Regions from separate parts of the Sus scrofa genome. Here regions 2 and 3 are each linked to region 1. A link is a contact called in public Hi-C data. All regions are on one chromosome and are shown on one strand. The core of a region is the stretch at or near the end of the contact, and the rest is flanking DNA. Distances in the headings are between cores, read along the strand shown.

Region 1 (5,147 bases), core at 1,945-4,444:
GGTAAGTGGCTCTCAGGAGCACTCACCACAGCAGCTACTCGGATTAGAACCCGTGGCTCCTATCAGTCACATCCTATTGAAATTTAGAAGGCTCCAAAACATTGTTTCGGTGTCAAAGGTGGGTGACAGTGCCTGAAAGCAAATTTGCTCCCCATCCACAAAGGAACCAGTCCTGCTTCCATGGTCCCACCTGCATCTTCTCAATTCCCAAGCCATTCCACAAACTTCATCCCTTTGAGGGAAAGAAAATTTCTTTTGGTGAAAAAGGGAGAACTAAACATGTGAGTTCCATATTCAGATTTATATGCATTTTTGTTTGTTTCATACATACAGAACTAGAATGAGTTCTTGGACAAGTAACAGATCAAATTTTCCCTTATAGAATATAGGGATAGCCTAAACTCACGAGATCATTAGGCAGAATGGCAACAAATGGAATAAGTTTGTGCCCGAGTGATAAGCTCCTGTCAAATATTAATTACAACAGAAGATGGTATAGAAATATGAATGTAATCTAGATGTGCTCTGTCTCTTCCAATGTCATCCATTCTCTAAAGGACAAAGAGACCAGTTATTTGTCCAGGAGCCCATGGACAGTAATGTCTGTAAGGAACAAATGGAAAACCTTGGATATTGGGACATGATAGTCACTTTAGGTCTAACTCATTTCACGAAAAGAAATTTCCTATTTCCTTTTTTCATCATCTACCATAAATACTAGATCAAGTACAGTCAAGAGCCAATATATGGCTCCTATTACGGAGGTGATTTTTATAATAATCATTAGCATCTGTGACAAAACTTCACAGGGTGTTAATCTGAACAAACACTGTTGGCAACCTTTTCCTCTACTCATATCCAGGAGTGGGGGGAAAAAAATCCAAGGAAATATATTTCCTCTTATCCCCCATCCTGACCTGAGCAGAGAGAGACCTGTTTCCATTCACGTGGTCTACATCTAATTCCTTGTGAGCAAAGGCCATCCTCCCAGGCCACTCCGCAGCATGCTAAGCAACTGCTGAAATTGAATGGAATAGGTTTCCTTGCCTGTACCAGTTCTTTGTTTCATTAGATGAGGAGGGATTTAAATATGCACAATTCCAGCATCATTAATCAGTCTCTCAGAGCCTATTAAGGACTGTCCAAACCTTGATTTTCTTGTCCCCCCAACATCCTGCCTTTCCCGATCGAGACAAAGAGCTGAGGTGACACCACTTGAAACTCGGTTTAGGCCAGAGCTCACCTCAGAACTGCACTCTTCCCTGCTAAAGGGACCATTTCACTCCTCCTCAGCCTTAGGCCTTTAGCCTTCCATCTTGCCAATGGTCCCTCATCAGAACCTACCCAGGAGAGGCGAGCTATCCACTATGCAGGTCCTTATGGGGGCCAGGCAGCCACTGAAATAACACCTGTGGAGGCCTATACTCACTCACATGAGATATCCTGAGGAGTTACCAATACTGAGTCTAAAACCTTTAGAGCTTCTGGGATTTGAAGGAAACTATGGTCAGTGATGGAGGTAAGTGTGAGGGCACCAGGGAGATTGACGTGTCTCCTGCCTTGCACACCTTCATCTTACTAACGTGGGTACATGGGTTGGGTGTCTACCTATGGCAGGTGCAGTTCCAGGCACACAGGGGCCGCTCTCACACACAGTTTACAGTCCAGAGCTTGCTAACATTCTAGGCCTCCACCTGGAAAGTAACACACCCCACTCTGCTTTTTGACTCTTTTTTGGTTTTTTGTCTTTTTGTTTTTTGTCATTTCTAGGGCCACTCCCACCGCATATGGAAGTTCCCAGGCTAGGGGTCTAATCGGAGCTGTAGCCACCAGCCTAAGCCAGAGCCACAGCTACACAGGATCAGAGCCGGGTCTGCGACCATCTACCACAGTTCACGGCAACGCCGGATCCTTAACCCACTGAGCAAGGCCAGGGATCGAACCCACAACCTAACGGTTCCTAGTCGGATTCGTTAACCACTGAGCCGCGACGGGAACTCCTGCTTTTTGACTCTTGACAATCCACAGTTCCGTATGCCTGTGTGCTGCAACCAAGGTAAAGGCTTATAACCCAGCCAAAGAGTTAATCCACCGACAAAAGGAGCAGCAGTGACCTGGCCGGCCATTAAGGGCAAAGCTCACAAAGCCTTCCTACGGGGCACTCAACCACGACTGACTCTGGGAGCTCAGGCTGCCCCCAGGCCCGCCACGACCAGGCTGGGGCCACTCTGAGCTAGGACTGGGAACTGACAAAGGGGAGGGAGCGAGAGAGTGCCGACTGCGGCGTTCCTTCCCGCGAAGACAGACGGTACTGGTCCCTCTGGCGGACCCCAGGGACAGCGGCGGGGAGAGCCACCGCTGCGGGAGCCAGCCCGCCGGTTCTCGTGGCCGAGCCACCTTTTCACTCTCGGGCTCTGCACAAGTGCTGGGGCGCCTTGGGTCGGGAAGGGAGCCGAGGCCCCTGGTCAGGTCCCCGCTGCCGGTGGTGTGAAGGGCAGTGATGAGAGGGCGTGTCGTCAACTTTCTGGGGGGCTGGCAGAGTTGGAGTTGTGTTTCGGAGGTAACCATCAGAACGCAATCAGAACCTTTCTGGGAGCCCAGAGCTCCCAGCTTCAGGCCCGGGCCTCCAGTCCTCTGGCCCGGGACTCACCCTCTTTGGCACCTGGTTTCCTCCGACCGCTGGACCTCCTTTGGGGCCGCCAAGTTCCGCACCTCCTGCAGGCGCCAGGGGTGGGCGGTGTCGGCCCAGTCTCGGTCCGCGTGGGGCTTGGGCTTCTCGCTCCACCGGGAGCCGACACGCGGAGACTCCGGCTGGCCCCTGGCCTCTCTCAGCCAGGGGTCTTCCGGGGCCGCCTCTTCGCTTCCAAGGCGTCGGGGGCCGGCCACAGCCGCCCCTACAGCACCAGCCTTGCGGCCCCAGCTCCTCACCCCAGCCAACTTCCCCGCCGCCGGCGCGTCTCTCCGCCAGCCTTCCGCTGCTGGCGATTGGACCGCGGCGGCGGGGCGGAGAAGGGCGCTCCTCACAGCCCGCGACACCCGCGGGCTCTGGCGCGCCACGATTGGCTGTGGACTCCGCCAGTCACGGGTTGAAGGGCGCCCCGCCCCGCGGGGCCGGCCCCGGGCTGACTCCGCCCTTACTGCTGCCCGGCCCCGCCTCCCTCGGAGCCCTGTCGCCTCAGCCCCGCTGTCCGGCTCATTCGCTGAGCGGGTCGGTGAATTGTCAGCGCGCTCCGGGCAGCTGCTGAGCCTGAGCCGGGGCTGCCGCCGAGCTTGACGTGCTCCCTCCGAGGTGCCTGCCCGAGCCAATGTGCTCCGGTTGGCTAGGGCGAGAGGTGTCGCCGGTTCGGGGCAACTTGAAATTCAGGATCCACAGCAGGGGCGTCGGTTTGCGATCGGGACTCGGCGATGAGGGTGAGTGGCCGCGCGCGAGGCGAGCGGCTCCTCTCGGCGCTGTTAGGCGAGCGGGGAGACTGGACGGGTCCTGCCGCGTGTCGATCTGTCCGTCGGAGCGTGGCGGCTGTGAAGAGGTCAGGGCTGCCGGGATTCACTCCTTGCGAGAATCCCCACACCCGAACATCTTGTTTCAGAGCGTCCCAACTCGGCCCGGGACGCGGCTGAGTGTTCGCAAGAACTTGGCGTGTTGTAATTGCCATCATTAGGTGGGGCCTGGGGACTCTTCCCCTGGCCCTCTGCGACGGCGACACGCGCGCTAGGGGCGGCCTTCGTGCCCAGCGGTGTGCGGATAGCAGTTCCTAGATGGCTTGAGGACAGGTTCCTGAAAAATCAACACGCGCAGGAGCCGGTGCGGCGAGATAACCGTGTCTGTTGTCTGATGCGTAGCCTGAGCCAGCGATCATAGGGGTCCGGGTGGGTCTTTAGGGGTGAGAGAACTTTAGTGACCAGCTAGATTCTGTACCAGGAGCTTCAGTGCTTTGCAATTATTGAAAGGAATTGACAGCACGGATATTAAACTTTGTAAAGTAATTGCTTTCTATTAGCACTTGAATCCGCATCCATTATGAGGTGCTCGGACCTCCACGTCCACCTGCAAGGTGTGTCCTAAGTACTTCGTTAGCACCCGGGGTACTTGCTGTCTATCCCAATGCCCAGAGACCCTGGGGAATCCTAGATGAGACCGTGAAAGCCACCACCAGGCTGGTGGATTGGTGTTTGTTTGAGCGCCTGTGTTTTAAGTGATGAAGTTGTGACAGAAACTGACAACAGAGGATTCAAGGTTAAACCTGACACTTTTTGTTTGTGACTCAGTGGAAGATAGATTATTATTTTCTCTCTCTCTCTCTCTCTCTCTCTCTCTCTCTCTCTCTCTCGTTGATAAGGCATAAAAGTAGCTGTTTTGTCTGAGGGCAATTACATACATATAGTTTATGTTATGTGTGGACCAAATAGAATTGAATCCAATATTTTCTTGTAATACTTATTTGACATGAATAAGGGCTTATTGGGAGTACTAGGTAGAGACTTGATGACAGAATTGGGCAATATTTTGATCTTTGAAAATGTATAAAACACTGAGCTATATAGCTATCCATATATTCGTAGATGTGCCTACATATGTGTGTACTTCTGTGTGTATATAAAATTGATAAGCAAATCAAGGAGAAATATGGAGGAGGAAACAGCCTTGAACTTCCTCTGAGTAGAGAGATAGACCCTCTGATCCGTGGGGTGTATGATGAGTGTGTGTGTAAGCATGTCTGGATCTGCCTAGTCTGTCTGGGTCAGTGTATGTCCATGAACTTTACGAGCATTCGGTTCAATAGCATTGCTTGCAGATTCCCAGTCCCTGTTTTACAGCCTAGTAGCCACCAGCTGGTCCATCTGTTAAAACATAACATACACACTTCAGTGGGAGCACTAGGGTGGAACGTGGGTAGGGGGCAACCCGTAGTAGAAACACGCTACAAACAAAGCCTACCCCTCAAGTCCATTTTCATTCAGTCTGAATATGTGATTTTTGGTGAGGGAGAAAAGGAGTGTTTGACTCCACAGAAATGGCAAATTATATTTTGTGAAATAATTATAGGCATGGTTTGGGAAGAGGTGAGTAGATAGGAGGGAAAAAAATCTCTCTAGAAAAGAAATGTGGTGCTTGTCACATAACCATGCAACACTGGTTTACTGCTTTG
Region 2 (5,147 bases), core at 1,017-3,516, 170 kb after region 1:
CAGTATCTCTTCTGCATTTTTAGAGATAGTAAAACTGAATTCTAGAAATATTATCTCCGTTTTTTCCTTTAAGAGGAGTATCTCCCCCTGTTTCTCCCACTGCCCTGTTCCCAAATGGCTTTCTTATTATTACTTACAGATTTTGAAAAGCCTTATTGCTAACAAGGTAAACAACACAAAGCACTGAACATGATACGATGCCCGGCTCCAAAAAATTTAGCTATTATTATTGCTTTTATTATTGCTATTATTAATGACAAGAGAGGACTGAAAACAGAGGAGACCTCAAAATAGTTTGCGTGTTTATCTTCCCCACTGTCAGAGCCTTAAAGTAAAATCTAGTTCAAACAAGAGACCCAAGTATTTTTACCAAAAGTAAAAGTGAAAAGGAATTCTTATGGTGCAGTGGGTTAGGGATCCACTGTTGTCACTGCAGCAGCTGGGTTCACTGCGGTAGCACAGGTTCAATCCACTCCCCCCCATCCCCCACCCCCGGTTCCAGGAACTTCTACAGGCCTCGGTATAGCACCCCCCACTCCCGCAAAAAAAGGATGGGATTCCTGTTGTGGCTCAGTGGTTAACGAACCCAGCTAGGATCCATAGGTCGAGGGTTCTATCTCTGGCCTTGGTCAGTGGGTTAACAGATCCAGCATTGCCGTGAACTGTGGTGTAGGTCGCAGACACGGCTTGGATCCTGCATTGCTGTGGCTGTGGTGTAGGCCAGCAGCTGCAGCTCCGATTTGACCCCTGGCCTGGGAACCTTCATATGCCACAGGTGTGGCCCTAAAACAAACAAACAAACAAACAGTAAAACTGAAACAATACTTTTCTCCCCTAAAAATATTACTAAAGTTAAAAAAAGACAGTAAATTAATATTAAAACAGCTTTTTTTATTTGTTAATGTCACATAAGAAATTTAAGCAAGTTATGCTATTTTAAAAAACACAACTAATGCATTTTAGGAGAAACCCTTCCCTCCCCCCTCACCCCTCCCGTTCCCCTCGTGAATTAAGAATCTACGAGAAGTAACCATAAAACAAAGTTTTGTGGAATCCTTCATCCAGAGTGCTTACATGATGATTAGATTAATATTGCCTTCTTACAAAATTTCTCTTTTCTATTTTAAAAAAAAATTTTTGTAGCCTTGATTGTTTTTACAAAAAAATTCAGTACAAAAGTTCGATATATTGAAAAATGCTTTTCTCCTCGTCACAGCACCGTTATATATAGCAGAGAATAATCAAGAGCAGATTGCTAATCTAGATGCAGCAATCTCAAATTATACCCAGACACACAGTGGTTTATTTACCCTCCCCTCCCCTTCTCGTAAGAACTTAAAAAAAAGCACACATACAAAAAACATGTCAAAAATTTGAGGGACCTTTTCCAAACAGTACACAGTTAGTTCAGTGTCGACAGTTCACATCTTGCAACAAAGTGTACGGATATGATTTCTTTTACAAAACTTTCAGTGTCAAAAAAGGAAATTAAGGCCATCAGATTCGCAGCTTAAAAATTCACATAAAGGAAATATAAAAATATTCTGTGCTTCTGAGAAGGCTCTGCACTGCATGTAGGTAAGGATTACCCTACTTCTTTATTTGGAGGAAGACAGTCGACTTGAGAAGTTTACATAATCGCACAGCTTCTATTGGAACCTCTGGGGGCTCCCTGATGAGGAAAACAGAGAGAACCATTAGTGCGAAGGAGAAAACGGATCACAGCATTTCAAAATAAGGCAGAGATACGACAAGTTCAGCAGTACTGAGCTTCGCGCGGACCTTTATTACTTCTCACTTACCCTTTTTTAACCTTCTCTCTCGGACGTCTTCCCTAGACGGCATCAACACCGTCCCAGACAGTGATTCTCTACTGTAGCTGCACATTCACACCCGGGGGAGCTTTGAAAAAAATCCTGACCTAGGTCCCTAGATCAATTACACCAGAATTCCTCATTCGACTGGAGAAGAGTATTTCTTTATGTGTGATTTTAAAGCTCCCTAAGTAATTCTAACATGCAGCTGAAGCAGAAAACTGCTATTCAGTAACCTCCGTTTCTAACTAGGAAACAGGAGACGAGTGAACAGCATTCTGAACAACCACATCAGAGGAGACGGCTGCGTGGATGGGCAGCTGGCTGATCCCGAAGCATGTGCCCTGGGTTCATTCTCAGATGTGAAGTCAAAGTGGCTCCCTCTATCCACTTCTTTATCACTCACTGATTCCTTAAAATCTCGCAATATGACTGTGACTCACCACTTGACTAAACTGAAATTGGTTTCTTAAAGGTCAACCAAAAAACCGTCTCATTAGTGTGAAAGGCCAATGGAGTCACTCTCTAACGTGACGTCAAAATAGCTGATCCACCCTCCATCTCCCCTGTTTTGAGCCTTGCTATCATTATCGTACCTGATCACAAAAGCTAAAACCTCACACACCTCTGATTTCTTTTTCCTTCTCTAACCCTCAAGTTCAGCCACTATGCCTTCGTGAATCTCTATCTGTATCGGCCCTCAGTCTCTACAATCTCCCTTCTAGAGGTAGTCGCCCTGATACTGCCCACCTTCTCCTTTGCTCCAAAGTGTGCAAAGCTACTTGCCTAGGCGTTCCAGACTCTCTCACACACACCCTACGACACAACTAGGCGGACAGATATACCCAATGCTCAAGTTGTGACATACTGCCTGGGATGAATTAAAAGATCATCATAAATTCTTTTCCGCTCCTCGCTCCCCTGGAACTGGAGCTGGCCTATGACTTACTCCAAGAGAAGAGAGGCCTTTAAGAGATCTAATGCTCTCCATTTTCATCAATGGAAGCCAGCAAAACAAAGGTTGGGCTAAACTACCAAATGGTGAGAAACCACAAAGAAACAGACATGGAGAACATTCTAGCCCCAACCAAGCTTCCAGCTATGTGCAGCTGCATGACTGAACTCACCCTCCATGGTGGGGAACAAAAGAACTGCCTAGCTAAGCCCAGTCAAACCACAGAATCACAGGGATTATAATTCATTGTTTTAAGCCCCCCGAGTTTTAAGGTGGTCTCTTAATGTACTAACAGATAATCTGAGTATCAACAGAATACCAATATCTGCCTTTTGATACCCAAATAACTGCTGGTCCTTCAAAATACTGGAGGAGCCTATTTCCCAGAGATCTTCTCAACTATTCTAGTGACCTAAAGAGCTTTCTCTAGCATCCGACTGCTACAACTCATGCTCTGAGCCACTAGTCTGGCACCCTGAGATATCTCTTATATTGTTATTTTATATCCAGTCATATAATGCTCCCCATAAGGGCAGGAAATGGATCTTCTGTCTGTTTCTTGTTAAAGCCAAGTGTAAAATATTTGTTCTTAAATATCCCTCCAACATGAATAAAGAAGTATCTGTGCCAAAACCTTACTGCAGCATAACCCACCCTCAAGTAGTTCTCGACTCTGGAGGCTGAACGCATAAAAGAATGTTTATTTGGAGTAGGACTGGGGCTAATTAAGCAAAACCAACAGATTTATAACTTTGGAGTTATGGAGATGAAGTCTTATAGGATAAGGGTAGGAATTTTGATGAATGATCAGACTTAAACAGTTGAGAATATAAACTGAAGGCTCATTACTTATTAATAATTCCAATATAATTAATTAAAATCAAATTTGGAGTTTCTTTATTTCAAGGGCTCTCAAAAGCCCATGCATCAGCTAAAATCTATCTTGCAATTAAATGATTAGAAACTTAAGAGAGCAATAATTTTGTTTTACACTGAAGTTGAGTATTAGTCTTTGTTTTTTTAAAGCTTATATGCAGATACCTGCTCTAATTAAGTCATCTAAACTTCTCAAAGAACACGTCAATAATTTTGAGCATGCATTCCATTCCACATACACTTATTTGTCACAAACATGTACTACCATATTACATACCCTAGTGTACTGTTTCTTGAATATCACCTCAGGAAAAACAAACCCCACTTGGTAGATTACTAACTTTGTTCAGGGAAAAAAAAAACAAACAAAAAAAACAAAAAACACACAAGCTCCACTATTAGTTGTGGTTTACTGTAACTCTGTTAATGAAACTTAAAAGAAATGCATTAAAATAATACCTGCTGGTGGAAAAGTTCCTCCTCGACAGCCACTTCAGCTGCTTCTTCTTCCTCCTCCTCCTCTTCAGGTATGGTGGTTTTGAAGACTGTACTTCTTTGAGCAACCTCCTACACACGAGAGTTGGACTTTAAGTTCAAACACTATACTTAAAAACCACAAGGACTGTGGGGCGGGGGGGGGAGACGACCCTTCTTTGTGTAAATTTAAGAAACAGCAATTCTACATAAGGGTTTTTTTTGTTTGTCTGTTTGTTTGTTTTTTTAAGTGGCTCATCAGTCATTTCAGCTACTGAGGAAAGATGTTTGCATCATTAGTAGCAGTTCTTAGATCTTCAATATTCTCTGCAGGAGAGCTACTGGCGATCCAATTTGAAATACCTGCTGAGAAATTTCCACTGCTTTGTACCCCATTCTGTTACTAAGAATTCCATCATAAATGGGAGTTCCCGTCGTGTCTCAGTGGTTAACCAATCCAACTAGAAACCGTGAGGTTGAGGGTTCGATCCCTGGCCTTGCTCAGTGGGTTAAGGATCTGGCATTGCTGTGAGCTGTGGTGTAGGTTGCAGACGCAGCTCAGATTCTGTGTTGCTCTGGCTGTGGCGTAGGCCGGTGGCTACAGGTCTGATTGGACCCCTAGCCTGGGAACCTCCATATGCCGCGGGAGCGGCCCTAGAAAAGGCAAAAAGACAAAAAAAAAAAAAAAAAAAAAATTCCACAAATGATTTGGCACACTAAATTCTCTGTAATACTCAACATGAATTCGGCTTTAAAGACCTTGGCTGCTAGCAAAGAGAAGGTGCTAAATAAATGCTGAATAAAATGAAACCAGGGGCCAGCTTCTGTGCTCTCAGGGACCATGGTAATAAGAAGACCACCTGACAAGTGAGATGAGAGGTCAAGCTTTCATTCCTTCAGCAACTAGTTCCTCTAGAACGAAACGGAATCAAGACAAATGAACACTATTTACCAGTAACATCCTGGTAAAGTTCCAATGTACTCTGCACAAAAAACAGATCTCCTGTCATTCATTCGCTGGAGCTATG
Region 3 (5,147 bases), core at 1,201-3,700, 150 kb before region 1:
CCTTCCCACGCTCCTCTTCCTGCGCTCAGGCTTTCTTTCTCCTTCCCAATTCTCCATTCTCCTGACCCTCCTAAGAACTGGGGGCAAACTTTCCGTGTTCAGTCTCCCAAGTATGTCACACCTCCTATATATTAGGAAGCTAGTGAAGGAAGGAACACTGACCTGGAATCAAGAAGCCCAAGCTTATTTGGTCCTTTTTCTCATTCAATAAATATTTGTAAGCATCTTTTATGAATCAGGTATTGAACTAAGCCTTGGAAAACAGTGATGAACAGGACAGTAAACTCCCTGCCTTCGAGAAGCTGACATTCTGACAGAGAAAAATAGTTAACAAATATACAGATAATCAAGAAGATTAAAGATAATGATAAACATTTTAAAAGAAAGAAATGGGGTAAGTTGATAGATTGTGCCTGTAAGGGGTCCTAGGAATATGGCTGTCAGAGAAGGCTTTTTTGGTAATGAAGCAGAGATGTGATGGATGAGAAGGTACTACAGATTCCAGGAAGAACATTTCAGGCATCTCATCCTACGAAGAGAAAGGGTTCGATATGTCTAAGGCACAGAAGACCAGTGTGGCAAGAGACAGCCAGCAGGATGGAAAGGGACCCTATGTGAGTTCAATAGAAAAGATTTAGCTCACGGAGGGCCTAGTAACCATGTGAGGGGTTGAGGTTTTAATCTCAGAGCATGGGAAGAATCTGATGTGCTTTAAGCAGAGCAGTGAAAGATTCCATTTTTTAAAAGATCACTATGTCTAATGTGTGGAGAGTGGAAAGAGAAATATTAATGAGGAGGAGTTGCCATTGTGGCTCAGCGGTAATGAACCTGACTAGCATCCACGAGGATGTGAGTTCAATCCCTGGCCTCACTCAGTGGGTTAAGGATCTGGCGTTGCCATGAGCTGTGGTGTGGGTCACACATGTGGCTCAGATCCCACATTGCTGTGGCTGTGGCATAGGCCAGTAGCTACAGCTCCAATTTGACCCCTCGCCTGGGAACTTCCATATGCTGCAGGTGCAGCCCTAAAAAGATGGAAAAAAAAAAAAGTAAGAAAGAAAGAAATACTAATGAGGAGACTACTGATTAAATTTCGGAGAGAAGAAGGGAAGAATTCAATACTTTAGAGTTGGAACCTGCAGGACTTAAAGATGGATCCCATGTGTGATGTGGCGGGGGTGGGAGGAGGTCACCAAGACGGCTGCTGGACTTCTGGCTAAAAGCCTTTAGTAGACGGTAATACCCTTTACTGAGACGGGAAGGCATGCCAAGCCTGTCCTGCCCAACCCTAGGCAATTTGCTCTCTTCAACTTTGAAATGAAGGTATTGAAAGAGGTAGAGCAGACGACCTCAGACACTTCTTCAGCACTAAAATAGTATAGCAGTATTTTATCATTAGGATGTAATATGTTTTTCTTGATTCCCCTTAGGAGAATAACACAAGCTTTGGAACAGAGGCTGGGAGCTTCATAAAGCTCCCACAACGCTCCATAAAGTCATATGACTTTGGCAAAGAAATGCTCTGTGCCTCATTCTCCTCATCTGCAAAATAGCAACGTAACACTGCCCTGCTCACTGGACTGCTGGGAGGAATAACTAATACAATTACGTAAGATCCCTAGAATATAATAATGCTTAGTTAATTACACGTCCTCCTTTCCTCACAGACTCAACACTTGTTCCTTCCCTCCTTTCATCCACTTCACTCTGTAAATGTCCTGACTCACTGATTTCCCTCTTTTCTGAAGATAAACAAATTCCAACATCAGGGATTCCCAGAGCAGAACTTCACTTTGACCTTTCCCCTTGACCTCTCTGGCTTCCCATCTGGAAGTGGAGCATGGAAGGGGGAGGGCACTGCAGCCAGCTCCAAGCCTGTGGACTCCAAGTTATCAACACTAGGGTTTCAACATGCCAGTTTAACTTTGGCTTATTTGTCTGTCCCTGCCTTTTAGCTCTGACCAACTCCCTGATGAATGGGACTTTAAGAACTGGGTGAGAAAAAAATGTGATGGGAGGCTTTAGGCGGCTGGTGAGAGAGCATTCGTAGCCTGAAACCCCACCAATATGCCTTTTTGCTTCTGCTGACTGTATGACCCCTGGGGAATGAGATGAGCACACTACTAGAAGGGCTATGATGGTCTTATCTGCTGCCCACATCATGTTCTACATTACCAAAAACTAAAATTGTAACCATCATCAAAATTCACGGATGAACAATCCCCTTCATTTTTTAATTTAAATCTCTATTTTTCCCTTATCTCATTTGCCCATTTTTCCTTTTAGGAAGAAACATATAAAATCGAGTTCCCCAAGTGTCACGCAATAAATAAATAAGTAATTGATTTTAAAAAGTCGTTTTTCTAGGGTTTCTGCGGACAAAACAGAAACCAGGGTTCTGTCTGCAGTTTCTGCTGTGGCAGCTAGAGGGCAGTGCCACCCTCTCTCCCCTCCCACAGTCCAGTGCATTTCCTCCCATCCCCCTTCCAGCCTTCCAGCTAAAGGCAGGGGAAAAAGACACAATGGAGGGAAATACGCACACAGGCTGCAGGAACCGAGAGGGAAGTGACTTAAAAAGAAACAAGCAACACGAAGTTCACAGATCGCGAATATCTTGGAATTGCTTCCTCCTCGCTCACACAGCATTAGCTGCTTTCAAATCCACTAACACACCCTTCACCTTTCCTCAGCCTCTTTCTACATCCTCTCCCTACACCCAATTCTTCAAATTCTTCAAATGTGAGCTCATCTCAGCCTCACCCTGAAGTCAGTACGTTCACACACAGACTCACTCAGCACCTCCCTGAATGTGCCAGCCGGCCTCCAACTCTTTCTTCCTTTCCAGCTCAGTGCTGGCCCCGAGGGCCTATGACCCTGGCTGGGAGAGGTGACTGTACTCTTATGAGGTCCTGGTGTGTGACAATAAGCAGACCATGTGGCAGAGCCTAATTCCAGAAAGACTGGCTGCTGGAGGGCCGCCCAGCCCCACCAGCAGGGAGGGCGTAACAGGTGAGTGACCAAGTGGCTGCTGGCAGACAGTGTGGCAGCTGAATGCATGACCGTGTGAGCGCCCAAGGTGCCAGCACAGGTCACATTAGAAACAGGAGCAGCTGGTTTTTGCGGGCAGGGCCGGGCACAGAACTAGAGCAAGGGTGAGGGAAGCCACAACACCATCCTACACTCACAGAGAGGCTTTCAGCTTTCCAAAACTCAGGCACAAACACCCTGGTATATGTGACTTCATGTAAGGAGGGCATATACTACAATCCCTTCTTTATAGGTGAGAACAAAGCCCAAATGAAGGTTAAGCTGCCGGTTCCAATCAGACAGACATGCATAACACAGTTTGGCCAGAATCCACTGCTGGGGTGAGAGCTTTACCCAAAACGTCATTGACCTGTATAAAATCACATATCAGGAGCAAACTTATCAGGTGGGACAGCATCCCTGACGGGAGCAAGGGGAAGGTCCCGTTTCTCACCATGTCAAATACATTAGACCCCGACCAAGGTCCTTTAGCATATCCAGGTACTCCCTGAGAGGGATAAGGGAAGTGACCACAGCTAAGGCCCAGGAGAAAGAAAAGCTGGGAGTTCCCGTCGTGGCACTGCGGAAATGAATCCGACTAGGAACCATGAGGTTGCAGGTTCGATCCCTGGCCTCATTCAATGGATTAATGATCTGGCATTGCTGTGAGCTGTGGTGTAGGTCACAGACGCAGCTTGGATCTGGTGTTGCTATAGCTGTGGTGTAGGCCGGCAGCTATAGCTCCAACTGGACCCCTAACCTGGGAGCCTCCATATGCTGCAGGAGTGGCCCTTAAAAAAATACACAAATAAATAAAAAGAAAAGAAACGCTGACTATATGAGAGGGTTTCACCACTCTCCCCCCACAGGACCCAGGGGCAGCAACCTTTCATGAAAGACTGGACCGTTCTCCCTCCCTCCTCCTCCTAGAATGGGCAGTTCTTATCGCCAGAATATTCCAGCTACAGGCGCTCACAGTGAGTATGGTGCAGCCCCTCCACTAGAGATTTTTGCCTGCAGGAAGCTTTCTTTATTGGCAATGCCAAGATGGAATGTTTTAACAGCCTTGCCCACCTCCCCCCTATAATTTTAAGGAAAGGAAAGATCAAAAATGAAAGACATCTCAGTGGTAATCTATAATGCAGAATGAGACAGCCATGGTTTAGTTTTGCTTTTCAATGGATTCTCCTTTTCTAAAACATTTCTTACAACATATTAGTGGGAGTGAAGGTGAGGCACTGCATTTTCGGTGTTTTTATATCCACTCATAGACACTGATGCAATGTTTTGACTCCCTTTTGAATTTCTCTATGACCTAGATCAAGGTGGCTTGTTTCAGGTTCCACATCAGTAAAAATTAAATGGTAGCTTCCATCTACATCACACACGTTGTATGGGTTGGTGAAGTCACCACGATTAGACCATATTTACAGAACGGCTAAGACTACACTTGCGTAAGACGTCAATCCCTAGCTTATCTTTGGGACACTTCCTGAAACTACCTGTGAGAGTCTGTTCATTTCTCTTTCAATTCAGGATGTGTTTTCTTTTACTTAGAAATAAATAAATCATCTGAATGCAGAAAGCCAAAGTACACACTGAAGGCCATGTGAATCATGAAGTTTGTTCCCAGGTAGAGATCACATTTCTTCTTTTCCCTGAAGAAATGTTTCTCCCGAGGGTGTATCCAAGTAACCGACTACTTCCTGACCTCCTGGATGTACCACGGATTCTTATCAATGGCCCTTGAAGACTTATGCTTCAAGAGGGCACACCCAGCCCAAATGCTCACTCCCTCCCAAAGATCACAAGGCATTTATGGTAAAGACACATAGCATGAATATTCATGATGCCATTGTGTCCAGGAGGAAGAGTATCAGTGAGAAATTTGTTGTGATACAACTCTTGGCAATAAGAAAGAAGATGGGGAGTTCCCGTTGTGGCTCAGTGGTAACAAACCCAATAAGTATCCATGAAGACATGGGTTTGATCCCTGGCCCTGCTCAATGGGTTAAAGGATCCAGCATTGCCATGAGCTGTGGTGTAAGTTGCAGATGTGGCTCGGATCTGGCGTGGCCGTGGCTGTGGTGTAGACCAGCAGCTGCAGTGCTGATTCAACC

Evidence for each region. Hi-C and Micro-C count contacts between places; a contact is called where the count stands out from the background.
Region 2: a Hi-C map of embryonic fibroblasts shows a contact between it and region 1, with 2.2 times the contacts expected there. The contact joins the enhancer-like site here to the promoter of MARCH3 in region 1. A contact is called at or near these places in 1 of 5 promoter capture datasets (fetal liver), 13 of 47 Hi-C or Micro-C datasets (alveolar macrophages, embryonic fibroblasts, fetal heart ventricle and 6 more) and 1 of 2 datasets of contacts at active chromatin or transcription factors (skeletal muscle).
Region 3: a Hi-C map of retroperitoneal adipose tissue shows a contact between it and region 1, with 1.6 times the contacts expected there. The contact joins the enhancer-like site here to the promoter of MARCH3 in region 1. A contact is called at or near these places in 1 of 5 promoter capture datasets (liver), 4 of 47 Hi-C or Micro-C datasets (alveolar macrophages, embryonic fibroblasts, liver and 1 more) and 1 of 2 datasets of contacts at active chromatin or transcription factors (skeletal muscle).

The regions. Positions count from the first base shown.
Region 1 is chr2:130,024,427-130,029,573 of Sscrofa11.1, reverse strand. MARCH3 (membrane associated ring-CH-type finger 3) reads left to right here and starts at 3,194. Exons shown (of 5, transcript NM_001244831.1): 1 at 3,194-3,411. LOC102161210 reads right to left here and starts at 3,653. Exons shown (of 6, transcript XM_021085157.1): 1 at 3,354-3,653; 2 at 3,139-3,293; 3 at 2,651-2,978. The coding sequence starts at 3,653.
Region 2 is chr2:129,857,935-129,863,081 of Sscrofa11.1, reverse strand. LMNB1 (lamin-B1) reads right to left here. Exons shown (of 11, transcript XM_003123882.5): 10 at 4,105-4,212; 11 at 871-1,672. The coding sequence ends at 1,631. Among named protein-coding and RNA genes, the nearest start is that of LMNB1, 53 kb to the right of the region's middle. Within about 2 kb of position 2,266, at least 4 of the 83 cell types and tissues checked have an H3K27ac peak or open chromatin away from gene starts, as enhancers often do. A contact at or near this core is called in alveolar macrophages and embryonic fibroblasts, where this site is marked.
Region 3 is chr2:130,169,059-130,174,205 of Sscrofa11.1, reverse strand. No RefSeq gene overlaps it. Among named protein-coding and RNA genes, the nearest start is that of MEGF10, 55 kb to the left of the region's middle. Within about 2 kb of position 2,450, at least 57 of the 83 cell types and tissues checked have an H3K27ac peak or open chromatin away from gene starts, as enhancers often do. A contact at or near this core is called in embryonic fibroblasts, liver, retroperitoneal adipose tissue and 1 more, where this site is marked.